Linked DNA regions of Triticum aestivum: regions 2 and 3 are each linked to region 1. A link is a contact called in public Hi-C data. All regions are on one chromosome and are shown on one strand. Each heading gives the region's core, a stretch centred on a gene start, on an enhancer-like site or on the middle of the called end of the contact. The rest is flanking DNA. Distances are from core to core; before and after follow the strand shown. Region 1 has its middle 58 kb from the start of LOC123145172. Region 2 holds the start of LOC123145177 (60S ribosomal protein L12). Region 3 holds the start of LOC123145169 (ATPase family AAA domain-containing protein 3C).

Evidence for each region. Hi-C and Micro-C count contacts between places; a contact is called where the count stands out from the background.
Region 2: a contact with region 1 is called in a Hi-C map of leaf, with 7 times the contacts expected there. The contact joins the promoter of LOC123145177 here to the enhancer-like site in region 1. A contact is called at or near these places in 2 of 5 Hi-C or Micro-C datasets (both in leaf).
Region 3: a Hi-C map of leaf shows a contact between it and region 1, with 8 times the contacts expected there. The contact joins the promoter of LOC123145169 here to the enhancer-like site in region 1. A contact is called at or near these places in 2 of 5 Hi-C or Micro-C datasets (both in leaf).

The regions. Positions count from the first base shown.
Region 1 is chr6D:372,264,618-372,269,014 of IWGSC CS RefSeq v2.1, forward strand. No RefSeq gene overlaps it. Among protein-coding and RNA genes, the nearest start is that of LOC123145172, 58 kb to the right of the region's middle. Within about 2 kb of position 1,819, at least 7 of the 8 cell types and tissues checked have an H3K27ac peak or open chromatin away from gene starts, as enhancers often do. A contact at or near this core is called in leaf, where this site is marked.
Region 2 is chr6D:372,919,603-372,923,999 of IWGSC CS RefSeq v2.1, forward strand. It overlaps LOC123145177 (60S ribosomal protein L12), which reads left to right and starts at 1,733. Exons shown (of 2, transcript XM_044564522.1): 1 at 1,733-2,315; 2 at 2,687-2,929. The coding sequence starts at 1,814. The coding sequence ends at 2,311.
Region 3 is chr6D:371,724,660-371,729,056 of IWGSC CS RefSeq v2.1, forward strand. It overlaps LOC123145169 (ATPase family AAA domain-containing protein 3C), which reads left to right and starts at 2,058. Exons shown (of 7, transcript XM_044564506.1): 1 at 2,058-2,460; 2 at 2,537-2,632; 3 at 3,265-3,685. The coding sequence starts at 2,143.

The DNA.
Region 1 (4,397 bases), core at 569-3,068:
TCCCTGTTTTCTAAAATTGTTTTCTCGCACTTGGCTTTGTATGTAAATCACGAGCCACATTCCTAGTGATCTATTCTGGTATCAGACGCAAAACTTATTCCCATTGCCCTGAACCCTTTTCACCCTCTGTTTCAGGCAACGAACGATTGCCTATCCGGTTGAAGCTTCTTATTGCTCCTCCTTACCTTGCTCTCGATGACTTTCTTGAATTTCAACTCGAGAGATGCCTCTATGCCATGTACCTATCTTGTGTTGAGCTCCGTCCTTCACGAGTCTTTCCCCCTTACTCCACCCCTTCAAATCTCGGGAAGAGATTTCTTGTAGTGGAGGAGAATTGTGACGCCCGGATAATTGTGCTACAGTAATCCCTGTTAATGGTGCCATGTCATCATGTTACTGTTGCTAATCTTTGCTTGATCCAAATCGCAATTCAAATTCAAAACCGAGTTTAAAGTCAAAATTCAAATTTTGTCAAACATGAAAACTAAAATGTTCAAAGTGTGGCAAATAATACCTTGATATTTGTCATGTTGGAACCAACCTCTTTTGAATTCCCAAAATGCCCCTGGGAATTAATTTGTGGTCCAGCAGCATTTAAAATTGGCCTTTTCAATTTCTAAAAATGGTTAGGCAACTCCTTTTGGCCTCAATCTTTTGTGTCTCCTAGAAATAAGGTGCTTGATTTATGTGACAAGCCTCATCTCTAGAAAAACTCATTTGGTTTTACAATTAAATAGAAAACAGTAAATGAATCAAACTAAAAAGAGAAAGGCTTAACTACTAATGTGTTAGTGGGTTCTAGTGGCACTATGCACCTTGGCCCATCTACCAACAATAGCCTAGCCCACCACCACCACCTCTCCTTCAACCTCCTGCTACAGGAGGCAGAGGAGGGCGTGGTGGCCATCCAGGGCACCATGGCCACTGTGTCGACCATCCCACGGCCCCCCTGGGGTATAAAGTGACGCCTCACACTCCCTCTTCTAACCCTAGCCCATTTTCCCCACTCCCTCTCGCTCGTTCTCTCGATTTGTTGGACACCGAACGCTGCTGCTGCCATGGCCATCACCACCGCCGCGACCACCGGCCTCCTCGCTCCCTGAGAAGACGTCTAGGAGGACCACCACCTGCACCTTCCTCCTCCCCGAGCACCAGCACAAGCCGGACCGGCCCCGAGCCCCGCCATCGCCCCTCTTCTCCGGTCACAGCCACGACAACATCACCGTCGATCTCCACCACCGACACCTCCCCGCGATTCCGAGCACGTCCACGACCTCCCTCGTAGTGAGTAGCGTCTATCCCCCCTCTTTGCCCCCTCGATTTGTTGCCGTAGCCGTCGTCCCCGAGCTCGTTCGATCTCCCACTTACGCGTACGCGTATGTGTGTGTATCCTGCTAGCTGCTCCTGTCGCTGTTGTCCGCTACCGGCTACGCCGCGCACCCCGCGCTCGACCCACCTCTGCCTCGCACCCGCCGCGCCTCGCGCAGAGCTATCCGCGTCCTCGGCCGCCCGTTCGCGCCTTGACCGCGGGGCCAGCCGCGCCTGCAGCTGGCGACCGCGCCCCGCGCGTACCCGCTCCCGGCCGGCCCCGCTCGACCTCCGCCGCGCCTCTGCTCTCTGCTGCTGCCCCCTGCTGCGCGCTGCTGCAGCTCCGCGCTGGCCAGCACTCCACCGCTCGCCGTCGCCCGGCCCACCCCGCGTGCCACGCTACGCCTTGGCCACGCTCGGCCATGGCCAGGCCCCTCCTCCGTTCATACGGGTATACAACAACCAGGGTCGGCTTGTGTCCCTGGCCAGCGGGCCCCGCTCGCTTAATTAGTGGTTGACCACTAATCCCCTGCCTAATTAGTTTAGTATACTAATCCACCATCATCGTCAGTGCATGACATGTGGGTCCCCTTACTTAATAAATATGTTTGGCACTTTAGCTAAAATAACAGTCAATGACAAGTAGGCCCCACGACCACTATTCACACTTTGACCAGGTCAACCATTGACTGTTGACTTGCTGACTGTGTATGCTGACTCACCCACTGGACCCCACCTGTCATTCTAATAGACTAGCTGTCCGTGGGTATAAAAAGTAATACACTGTTTAAATTCGAATTTAGGTACATTCCAGAATTCCAGAAAATCATTTAACTTCAATAAATCATAGAAAATAAACTGTAACTCGGATGAAAAAGTTCAATACATGAAAGTTGCTCAGAACGACGAGACGAATCCGAATACACTCTCCATTCATCTGCCACACGCCCCTAGCATAGCGAACATCGAACCTTTCCCCTCCGATTCGTTTGTTTGAAAATGCCAAACTTCGGGAAAACATTCCCGGATGTTATTTCCCTTCGCGAGTAGCGTGTAGCACCGCGTTAGAACACGTCTATCTCTGCCTGTTGTCCTGTTATGCTCTTGCTTGCTATGTATTTATTGTTTCTTCCCCCCTCTTCTCTCCGGTAGACCCCGAGACCGCTGCTGAGGCCCCGGTGATCGACTACGTTGACGACGACCCCTCCTTCTCGCCTAAGCAACCAGGCAAGCCCCACCCCCCTTTGATCATCTCGATATCGCCCATTCCATTCTCTCATGCTTGCATTAGATTTTGCTACTGTAATTGATTGCTCCTATTCTGATGCATAGCCTGCTTTTGTAACCTGCTCTTTGTACCTTACCTGTTTATCTTAAACTGCTTAGTATAGGTTGGTTAGTGATCCATCTATGACCCCCACCTTGTCTTTGTTGCCCCTGCTTCATCATCGATGACTCGGTCAACGTGATCGACGACCAGAGCCCGACACCTCACATCACATCACGCCCCTTTTTTGTTGCTCGACTCTGCAGAGTTACCATTGAGTACCGAGGGTGGAACCTCATACATCACTCCTGATGAGATCTCTGTAGTGTAGCTATTCGGTCGTGGTCAACGAGGGTGGTTCCTCCTTCACCATTCCTGATACGGCTTTGTTGTGCAACACCTCAAGTGTGAACCTCGAGGGTGGTTCCTCTTACATTCACCTTGATGATTACATCGAGTGGAATCCTCCGAGGGTGATTCCTTGAGTTTTCCCCTTGATGTTTGAACACACGGTTACCTTGACTTTACTTGAGACCATTGTTGAAGTCGGGTCGGCCCTGAGGGGTACCCGCGAGTTGATGTGAAAGTCGGGCGGGCCCGTGGAGCACCGGCGAGTTTTCTACATGGCACGGCCCGACAGTCTGGGCCCTTGCCATAAGTCCATGAGACGGGGCGACGGGGTCACATTATCGTGAGTCTCTGCTTGTCTCCGCAAGCCCCCAATGCACTGACAGGCTTGGGTATTTGTTCTGAGTTGTCCTTTGGCCTTTACGCACTAACCACCACGCGAGAATAGTTATGGGCCTTGACGTCGCAGTATCAGCCGAAGCTTTGTCAGACGTCCAGCTCAGCATTGTGGGCTTGTCGGGCCAGTGCCATCCAGTATGAGGTGGTGCTCGTCCCGGCTCATCGCACAATGACCCGGAGTGCAACGGGCGATGGGCCCAGACCCCGGAGTGCTTAGGATGTAGACCGGCGGGGACCTCTCTGCTGAGCCTAGGTAGGGCTATGACGTGTTGATCTTCCGAGGTCGGGCATTGACTCAGAAAAGTGTGTCCGGCCAGAGTAATCAAGCATGTTGGAAAACGTGGTGCACCCCTGCAGGGAAGATGTATATTCGAATACCGTGTCCACGGTAATGGACGTTCAGACTTGTATCCGGATCTTATATAACTAGAAATGGATACTTGAGATATGTGATGGATATGTGGCCCCGAGATTGCTTTCTGGTAGGGAGTCGATGAAGGATCTCTGGGCGTTATTGTTACAACATGCTTGTTAATTATAAACTGCTACTCTTTACTCTTCTACATGTTGCAAGATGCTTGGAGCTGCTAGTCTTCGATAGGCTAGGCTTTCCCCTCTATTCTGGCATTCTGCAGTTCAGTCCACAGATACAGCTCTTCCATTTGATACCAATGCATACTTAGTATAGATCTGATGCTTACGAGTACTTTGGATGAGTACTCACAGTTGCTTTGCTACCCATTTTCCTCTTCTTCCTTCTTTCCGGTTGTTGCAACCAGATGGTGGATCCCTGGAGCCAGATGCCACCGCCGACGGATACTGCTACTTGGAGACCGCTGACGACCAGGAGTAGTTAGGAGGTCCCAGGCAGGAGGCTTTGCCTCTTCGATCGTGTTGCTTTTGTGCTAGCCTTCTTAAGGCATCCTTGATTAACGTATGTCTGTACTCAGATATTGTTGCTTCCGCTGACGCTTGTGTATCGAGCTATGTACTCGAGCCCTCGAGGCCCTTGGCTTGTAATATAAAACTTGTTTTATTTTAATTTGTGTCTAGAGTTGTGTTGCGATATCTTCCC
Region 2 (4,397 bases), core at 483-2,982, 650 kb after region 1:
CAGCTTGAAGTATCCTCAAACTAAATCAAGTGCGTCAACGATCTCTGGTTTTTCTTTTTCTTTTTTTTTTATAAAAAAATCATGTACTTTTTTCAAATTCCTGAATTTTTGGAAATGTAAACTTTTGAAAAATCCATAAAAAAATCAAATTCATGTTTTCTTAATTAATAATATTTTTTTGCTTTCATGAACTTTTTTCATATTGATGAATATTTTTTGGATCAGCGAACATTTTTTGAATTCATGAACAATGTTAAAATTTGTGAACTTTTCCAACATTCATGAACTTTTTAGAATTTGAGAACATTTTTGTCAAACTTGCATTCATATTCGTGAATATTTGGGGGTTTTGAATTTGTGAACTTTTTTGCCAAACTCGTCTTCATATTCATGAACATTTTTCAGTTTGCAAACATTTTTCAAATACGTGATTTTTCTCATATTCCTGAACATTGTTTGAATTCGAGAATATTTTTGTCAAAATTGTGTTCATATTCATGAAAAATTTCTGAATTAGATATCTTTTTCATATTCGAGAACATTTTTCTAAATCAGTGAACTTTTTTCCATTTTGAAAGATTATTGTCAAACTCGCGAGCACTTTTTTGCTTTCATCATTTTGTTCAGAGTTAAAAAAACCAATTTTTACTACTAATTGATTATTTTATGAACAACAGCTGGCATATGAGTGTGTTTTCTTAGACAATCTTATGAATGTGTCTACGTTGGTAGCTCACGGCCGAACCGAATCGACTGAGCGAGGGACCGGAGAGATTGGGCCATGGCCCGCTACGCTCGCGCCAAAGACGCTAGAGAGGAGGTCTGATGCAGTTCGCTATACTTGGAGCAACCAATTATGGTTTACCACTTGGAGGGCTCCGGCTGAGACCATTTTCTTGGTCGAGGAGCGCACCAAGTGGTGCACCCATTCGCCGCCATGTGTTGCGCACTAGGTGTACCATTGGGATTGTTTTCTGTACCCATTTTGGGGTTCGTTTGGTTTTTCCAACCTTTGCTTGGTTTCCCTTGGTTTTGGCCGGTCTTTTTTGGGAAGCATTGCTTTTTCGCGAGAAGCAAAAGTTGTGTTTTCGAAAAAGAGTAAAATATAGTTGTGCTTCCACGAGAAACATAAATGTGCTTACCGAAAAGGGGAAAAATACAGTTATGCTTCCAAGAGCCGTGCTACTCGAAAAGGGAAATACACAATTGTGCTTCCAAAAAAAGTTGGAAAATGCATAGTGGTGCTTCCCTTTGCACAATTGTGCTTTCAGGTTTGGTTTTCGATTTTCCTGACTTTTGGTCCTTTTTTCTGGTTTATGATATTTTTTCTTTGTTTTTGTTTTTTTTATATTTTTGGTATCTCACGGTGAAAATTGTTCATGATTTGGATGCAAGGTGCAAGAGATAAAACGTTTTGAGAAAATGAATCTACGGAAAAGGACTCTCAAGTAGCGAAAAGTTGGCACACATGCAGTGCGCACTTGTCACCATCGTAGAAGGTGGGAGTGAGCTTTGTAAGGGTACCCCTAATTACTTATTTCATATTATATATATATTTTAATAAAAAACACCCACTACTTCAGCCCAACATGTGCGGCGCAGCCCATTTAATCTCCCAAACGGCCTGATTCTGACGATCCTTCACGGCCCAATACACACACACCACCGAATTAGCCACCAAACCCTAACCCCCATCCACCCCAGACAGTATATAATCTCAACACAAGCGCGCCGCTCAAACCCTAGCATCTCCAACTCCAGCCGCCGCCACACACTCCCCACAGCCAATCCTCCCCAGCCCAAGCTCGCAGCCATGCCTCCCAAGCTCGACCCGTCCCAGATCGTGGAGGTGTATGTCCGCGTCACCGGCGGGGAGGTCGGCGCTGCGTCGTCCCTGGCCCCCAAGATCGGCCCGCTCGGTCTCTCCCCAAAGAAGATCGGAGAAGACATCGCCAAGGAGACGGCCAAGGACTGGAAGGGCCTCCGCGTCACCGTCAAGCTCACCGTGCAGAATCGCCAGGCCAAGGTGTCCGTCGTCCCCTCCGCCGCAGCCCTCGTCATCAAGGCGCTCAAGGAGCCCGAGAGGGACCGCAAGAAGGTCAAGAACATCAAGCACAGCGGCAACATCAGCCTCGACGACGTCATCGAGATCGCCAAGATCATGAAGGTCCGCTCCATGGCCAAGGAGATGGCCGGCACCGTCAAGGAGATCCTTGGCACCTGCGTCAGCGTCGGCTGCACCGTCGACGGCAAGGACCCCAAGGATCTGCAGACGGAGATCGACGACGGCGAGGTGGAGATCCCCGCTTAAGAAGGTAATGACCAGATTCTTGTTTGGCAGTAATTATTTGTTGCTTTGCTGGTACCAGAAATGCTGTTGTGGTTTGCCAACTTGTTAGGGAGAGTGTGGCATGTGATAACATCTCATATGGACTTGAATTATGATAATTAAAGCTAGGTAGAATGTGGCAAGATTATTTGTTGATCTAGTGCTCATGCTAGTAACTATAGATGATTGTAAGTAGATTCCCTGGATTGTGAACTTGTATTGTTAGGATGAATGTTGGTCATGCTAGTCTATTTTATTCTTTTGTCTGGTCACATTGTATTCTTTGCTATGAATTTAACATTCTGTTCTTAAACTGCGTACAAATCCATTGTAACAGCTTTATGTTTAATCATGCAGGCTTGGCTTTGGGCAGGTTGTTATGTGAGGCTGCTGAAGTAGTTTCTCCTATCTAGATGCTTCCTGATGCAGTTGAGAGAATGGATGTGATATCTTCACTTGTTCTACTCGTGCTGAAGAAGAAACTTTTGTCATGCTTTAGTGGTTCCATTGTGAGACTATTTTTTACTGGTTTAATGAGTACCTTGCGGAATCAATCAATGTTATTATGGCAGCTAGAATATCATATGTTGAGTTTTGTCATTGATGTTTTGAGCGATTCTTATGTATTGTTAGTCGCTGCATTTGCTTTGCTGTCTTGTTGCTTAGGGCAGTTGATTGCCGCTGGATTATTTCATCACTAGATACATTGAATTCAGTTATCATGAAGAAAAATGCCTTATTTGATCTTAACCAAATTGAAAATTCAGTTATCAAATTGAATTGCAAAATCATCTTATATTTAGATACGGAGGAAGTAATGTAAAAGAATTCAGACATGGATTCAGAATGACTGGACTGTAGATTGTACCATTTTTCTTCATCCTTGACAGCCATTTTGCATTTGAAGTTAGGTCTGCCCAATTTTCTGAAAGACTTGAATTTTGCTCCGTCTTGACCTGCTATTGTTTGAAAATTTGTCTGTCTGGGCTATTTATATTACCGTTCTTTATTCAGTATGACAGCGACGCCATCAGTGAAAAGTTAAACCTGTCAGAAGTTGACTTGCGAAAAGCAGGCCATACCCAAAGCTTAAATACACCCAGCCCCACAACTTCAATCCAATAATTTACCTTTGATTCAAAGGATTCTTGGAGGAACTTCGGAGGATTCTAATCCTTAGGAATTTTTTCTATATGGGTTGTTTTTTTATATGGGTTGTTTGATTTGTAGGATTGTAATTTGTAAACCATAGGAATTTTTTCATAGGATTCATTTGCACTGTATTTCGTATGTGTTGCTGTCCAAACCATCTCAGTCGCCATTGGACAAGCTTTTCTTCAATCGGTGTTATCCCAACTTCAACTCTATCTGGTATATCATCATTTTGAATTCGGTCCTTCTTTATGTGGCCACACATCCATCTCAACATGCATATCTTTACACCACACCTAAGTGTTAAACATGTTGCTTTCTAGTCGACCAACACTCAGCGTCATGCAACATTGTGGGTTGAATCGCTGTCCTCCCTGTAGAATTTACCTTTTAGTTTTTTGTGGCATTGTGTTGTCACAGATAATGCCAGAAGACCTTTTAGTTTTTGTGGTACTCTGTTGTCACAGAGAATGCCAGAAGCTTGGCGTGTCTTTAACCATCCGGCTTTGATTCGATGGTTCACATTTTCATCGATATCCCCATCATTCTACAATATTGACCCTAAATATCGAAAGGTGTCCTTATAAGGCACCACATGCCTAGTAGTACTGAAACTGTACCTCATGTACTCGGTTTTAGTTCTACTAAGTCTAAAACCTTTCAATTATAAGGGTTGTCTCCATAGTTCTAGCTTCCTATCGACCCCCGTCCGACTATCATCGACTAGCACCACATCATCCGCAAAGAGCATACATTATGAGATATCTCCTTGTATATCCTTTGTGACCTCATCCATCATCAAAGCAAAAAGATAAGGGGTCAAAGTTGACCCTTGGTGCAGTCCTATTTTAATCGTCGCCATCACTTGTTCGAACGCTTGTCACAATATTATCGTAATGTCCTTGATGAGGGTAAT
Region 3 (4,397 bases), core at 808-3,307, 540 kb before region 1:
CAGATTCGAAAACATTTTAGAGTTTTTTAAACATTTTCTTGAAAATAATCAACAATTTTAAAATCCGGATATCCTTAAAAGCAAAAACAGTTTTTTAAAATTGTGAACATGTTTGCAAAAGTGTAAAGAAATTTTGGAAATACGGTTTTTTTAAAACACAAACAAAGTTTCAAACATGACCATTTTGAAATCCCTGAATATATTTTATACCTGAACCATTTTTAAACGTGATTTTTCAGTAACAATTTTTAAACCTGAACAAAATTTTGAATTGAGATTTTTTTTCGAAAAGATGACATTTTTAAACATAATCATATTTTGAAAAATAGGAACAAATTTTGAATCCTGAACAATATTTTAGAATGTGAACATTTTCTAAAAAACTTAATAATGGGGAAAGAATCGTACTTTAATTAATTTTTTCCAGGTTTCAAAATTGTTTGTGTTTTCAACAATTTGTCCTTTTTTGCCAAAAGGTTTCACACTCTAAAGAATGTTCTGGGCTTTAAAAAATGGTTCATGTTTAAAAAGTCATGTTTCTCAAAAACTGTTCGTAAAACAAAAAAAAATGTGCAAATTTTTAAAAAATGTTTGGAATTTTAAAAATTGATTTTTTCTTCGAGAATATTCGGATTTGGAAATTGTTGACAAATTTCAAGAAAATGTTTCAAACAATTGTAGAAAATGTTTTCAAATCTCGACGCTGTGTTGGTTTAAATAATTTCGCGCTTTTCTTATCTGAGCAACGGCAATCAGTTAGAGTGGCTAGCAGGATGTGCGTACTAGCGTTAGGTTGGAAGTTCGATTCACAAGCCTCTATTTTTTCTACGTTTTCATGTAGCGTGGTTCGGAAAAAATATTGCAAAAAAAAGATGGGCCGGCCCAGTCTGGCCGCAGCCACCATCCCGGGTTCCATCCGCAACGTCGACGATCCCTGTTTAGTTTAAAATAGACCGGGATTAGATAGTTCGGCGTGCTAATTTCAGGGATTTGAAGTTCAGGGTTCAATTTAAGTTTGGTCTACAAGTTCAAGGTTTGTTTTGGACTTTTTCCTATGTAAAAGAATATGCTACACTTTGTTTAGTTTATATAAGTGAGATGGAGAAGTAACATAGTTTTGCATTATCACTCCCAAGTTTTGTACACAAAATTTTCCAAGTTCTCCACTAGAGGGCACGATCGGATGGCGGGGAGTGCGCTAGGCAGACAACAGCGTGAGGCGCGGATCAGATGGTGCGGAGCGTGGATGCCCCTAGGAGGCGGGCAATTCACCATCCTTTAAAGGAGTAATTGCTGCCAAAGTAAAGATACTTAATGTATTTGACCCAACTTTACATATCTTCATGGCCTACTAAACCAACCAACGAAATGGTGAACCGCTGGTTCGACTGTTTGAAAACCTTAACCGACAACATCACCAGTTCGGTTTTTTTAAACCACAAAATTAGGGCACCACCGGCGATGGATTTGGAGGAGCCATGACGACCAAGATGGCGAGCCAGCGTCCTCTGATGACCTGTTGCATCCTCGGGCCTAAAAGGGCGACCAAGATCATTTCTCATGGCAATGATGTCGTGTGGTAGGTAGTGCTGCTTCAAGATGGTATCTGCGGCGAGCAGCTATAGAAGTTTCGTGGACCAAGGGGTCCCGTCCCCATCATCAGCGGGATTGGAGTCGTCGGGAAGTAGCTTTTGACCTGAACGCGTTTTCACGTTCTGTCCAGGGTCTTCTTTGTTAGTTCTAGGGACCCCTTTGTTATTTCTTTTTCTCGTAGGGTCCTGTGTGTAAGATGTAGATGTTGTATGCCACGACTTCAAGTTTTTCAATAAAAAAACACAAAAAAGTAATGAAGCATCTGGGGCCTTGGTTCCCCGCAACTCAGCAACGGATGGATGACGCAGTAAATATAAAGACAGAAATATCCGAGGCGAAGCCCGTCTTCCGCATCAAGAAAACGGAGAAGCGCCTTCAGGAAGAAAAGGGAAAAGGAAAACGAGAAGAGCAGTCCATCTTCTTGGGCCGCAAGCCGAACTGAGAGGCGCCGTCCAAGCACGCACAAATACGCACGCATCTCCCACCAAGTTCTCGATCGAACCGGCGGACCCCGTTAAACCCTACACCCGCAAACCCCCCACCGAAACCATGGCCGCCGCCGCCGCGAAGGTCGGGGCCGCCGTCCTCTCCGCCGGGGCGGCCTTCGCCGCGTCCTCCCAGAGGGTGAACGCGGAGGGCGGCTCGGGGTTCCGCTTCCCCGGCTTCTCCTCCCCCGCGCCCGCCCCCGCCCCCGCCCCCGCCTCAGGCGCGCCGCCGCCCGCCGCGCCGGCTGCGGAGGAGGCGCCGCCCAAGCCCCGGAACGACAACCCGCGGACCACCGCCGCGGGGTTCGACCCCGACGCGCTGGAGCGCGCGGTCGAGCTGCTGCGCGAATTCGAAAAGAGAGATGACGCTGATGTCAAAAAGGTAGGTGTTCCGAGGGCCGGGGGGAGCCTCAGTTATGTCTGTGCTTTGGTTCTGACGTTGGCACATGGTTGTGCAGTCGTTCGCCCATGCTAACAAGCGGGAGGAGACGCGGCAAGCGGAGTTCGCTGCAAGGAAGGCCGATTACCTGAAGGAGGCCGCGCAGATCGAGCTCGTGAGATAACTTTCTGTCATCTCGTTGTTTGTCATAATCCTTTGAACGAATTGGCATTAGACTCGCACTGTTGCAAGAGTTGGCAAATATCTTCAGATCGTTTTCAGGCATTTCAATATCACGAGCTGTCGGATTTCGGTGTACATTACTGCTAGTACTTTCCGTTCCATTTTACTCGTTGGTTGTATAGCGATAGTCTAGACCAAGCAAGGGGCATATGCAATTTACTAGGTGTTATCCAAGAATGGAAGAAAAGGAGAAGAAAACTCAGGTCCAATGGTGTACTCTTCAATGAGTTAGGGGATGCCACACACAATAATCGCCGATCTTTCAGTGGCACACACACGAAAAAGAAACTGCTATTTATGTACTATTCTCTTGCGTCCCGGTAGTTCGCATGGAGTTTTTGGTACTTAGTTGCGATGCACATATATGTTTGCTACTTATAATCCTGTAGATACCAACTGCTTGACTGAAACCAAGTTCTACTGCATCCTATTTCATTACATGTCGTAAATGTTTCAGATCATGCCCATTTATATGTATTTTACTAAACATATATCTTCACTGCTAAATTTATTTCTTGTATATTTGTGTGTTTATGTGGATGTTGCATTTTGTCACATTTGCAGGAGAGGACACGTGTAGAGTATGAAGAGAAGAAAAAACTTGCGCAAAGTCAAGCTGAAATAAAGGCACAAGTAGCTCGATATGAGGATGAGCTACGAAGGAAGAGAGCGCAGCATGAGCATGAGGCACAGAGGGCAAGAAACCAGGAGCTCGTGAAGATGCAAGAAGAATCTGCAATTAAGCTAGAGCAGCTGAGACGCCAGAGTGAAGAGGAAATCAATGAAATACGGAGACGGACAGAGAAGGAAAAGGCACGTATAGAGCAGGAGACTATGAGACTGCAAAAAATGGCAGATGCGGAGGCGAAAGCACTTGAACTGCAACTGTCTGAAGATGTGAAACGGCGATTGCTTATTGAGCGGGCAAATGCTGAGCGGGAGAAGTGGGTCCAAGCAATAAATACAACTTTTGAGCATATAGGAGGTATACCTTAGCAAGTTGCTATTTCCACATGCTTATTGAATATAAACATGTGAATTTCTTGGATGTTTTCTACTATAAGCTATTTCTACATGTTTGGATCGCATATGTTGAATGGGTAAACCATTCCAAAATTATGGCCTTAAGTTTAAACCTAGGGCAAATTACCCCAGGTGAATCTTTAGCACTTACTCTGTCTAGAAATAGATATGTTTCAGTGCAATTAGTAAGGAGTTAATTGCAGAGATCACATGTTTTTAGACGAAAAGAGATCACATGTTCCCTTCTCTTATTCCCTCAAGTGTGCACGAATTAATCTCTAAGCTCACATGTTCTCTTTCTCTCTAATGAATCACATGCACGCTGCTCATTTCCCATGCATGCTCTGTTGGAGTGCAGCTTCAACTTATCCAATGTGATTAAGATATCCCTGAGAAGTAGTTCTGGCATTATAGGAGAAGTGGAGTTAGAAGTGCGTATAATTGTAAAACTACCTACATATTTGGATAATATGAGATGGTAAACACCAGATATGGAGCCAGTAATTTGGACACGCGGGAGCCAAAGAGATAGCAATCCCGGAAGAAATGCATTATATCAAGTGTCAATTGACATAGTGCCGCAACATATGTTTGGCAATAATGTTGAGCCGTTGTGAGCATCACCAAATCAAGACTGGTAGCAGACTAGTTGACAAAACAATCATAGTGGTGGC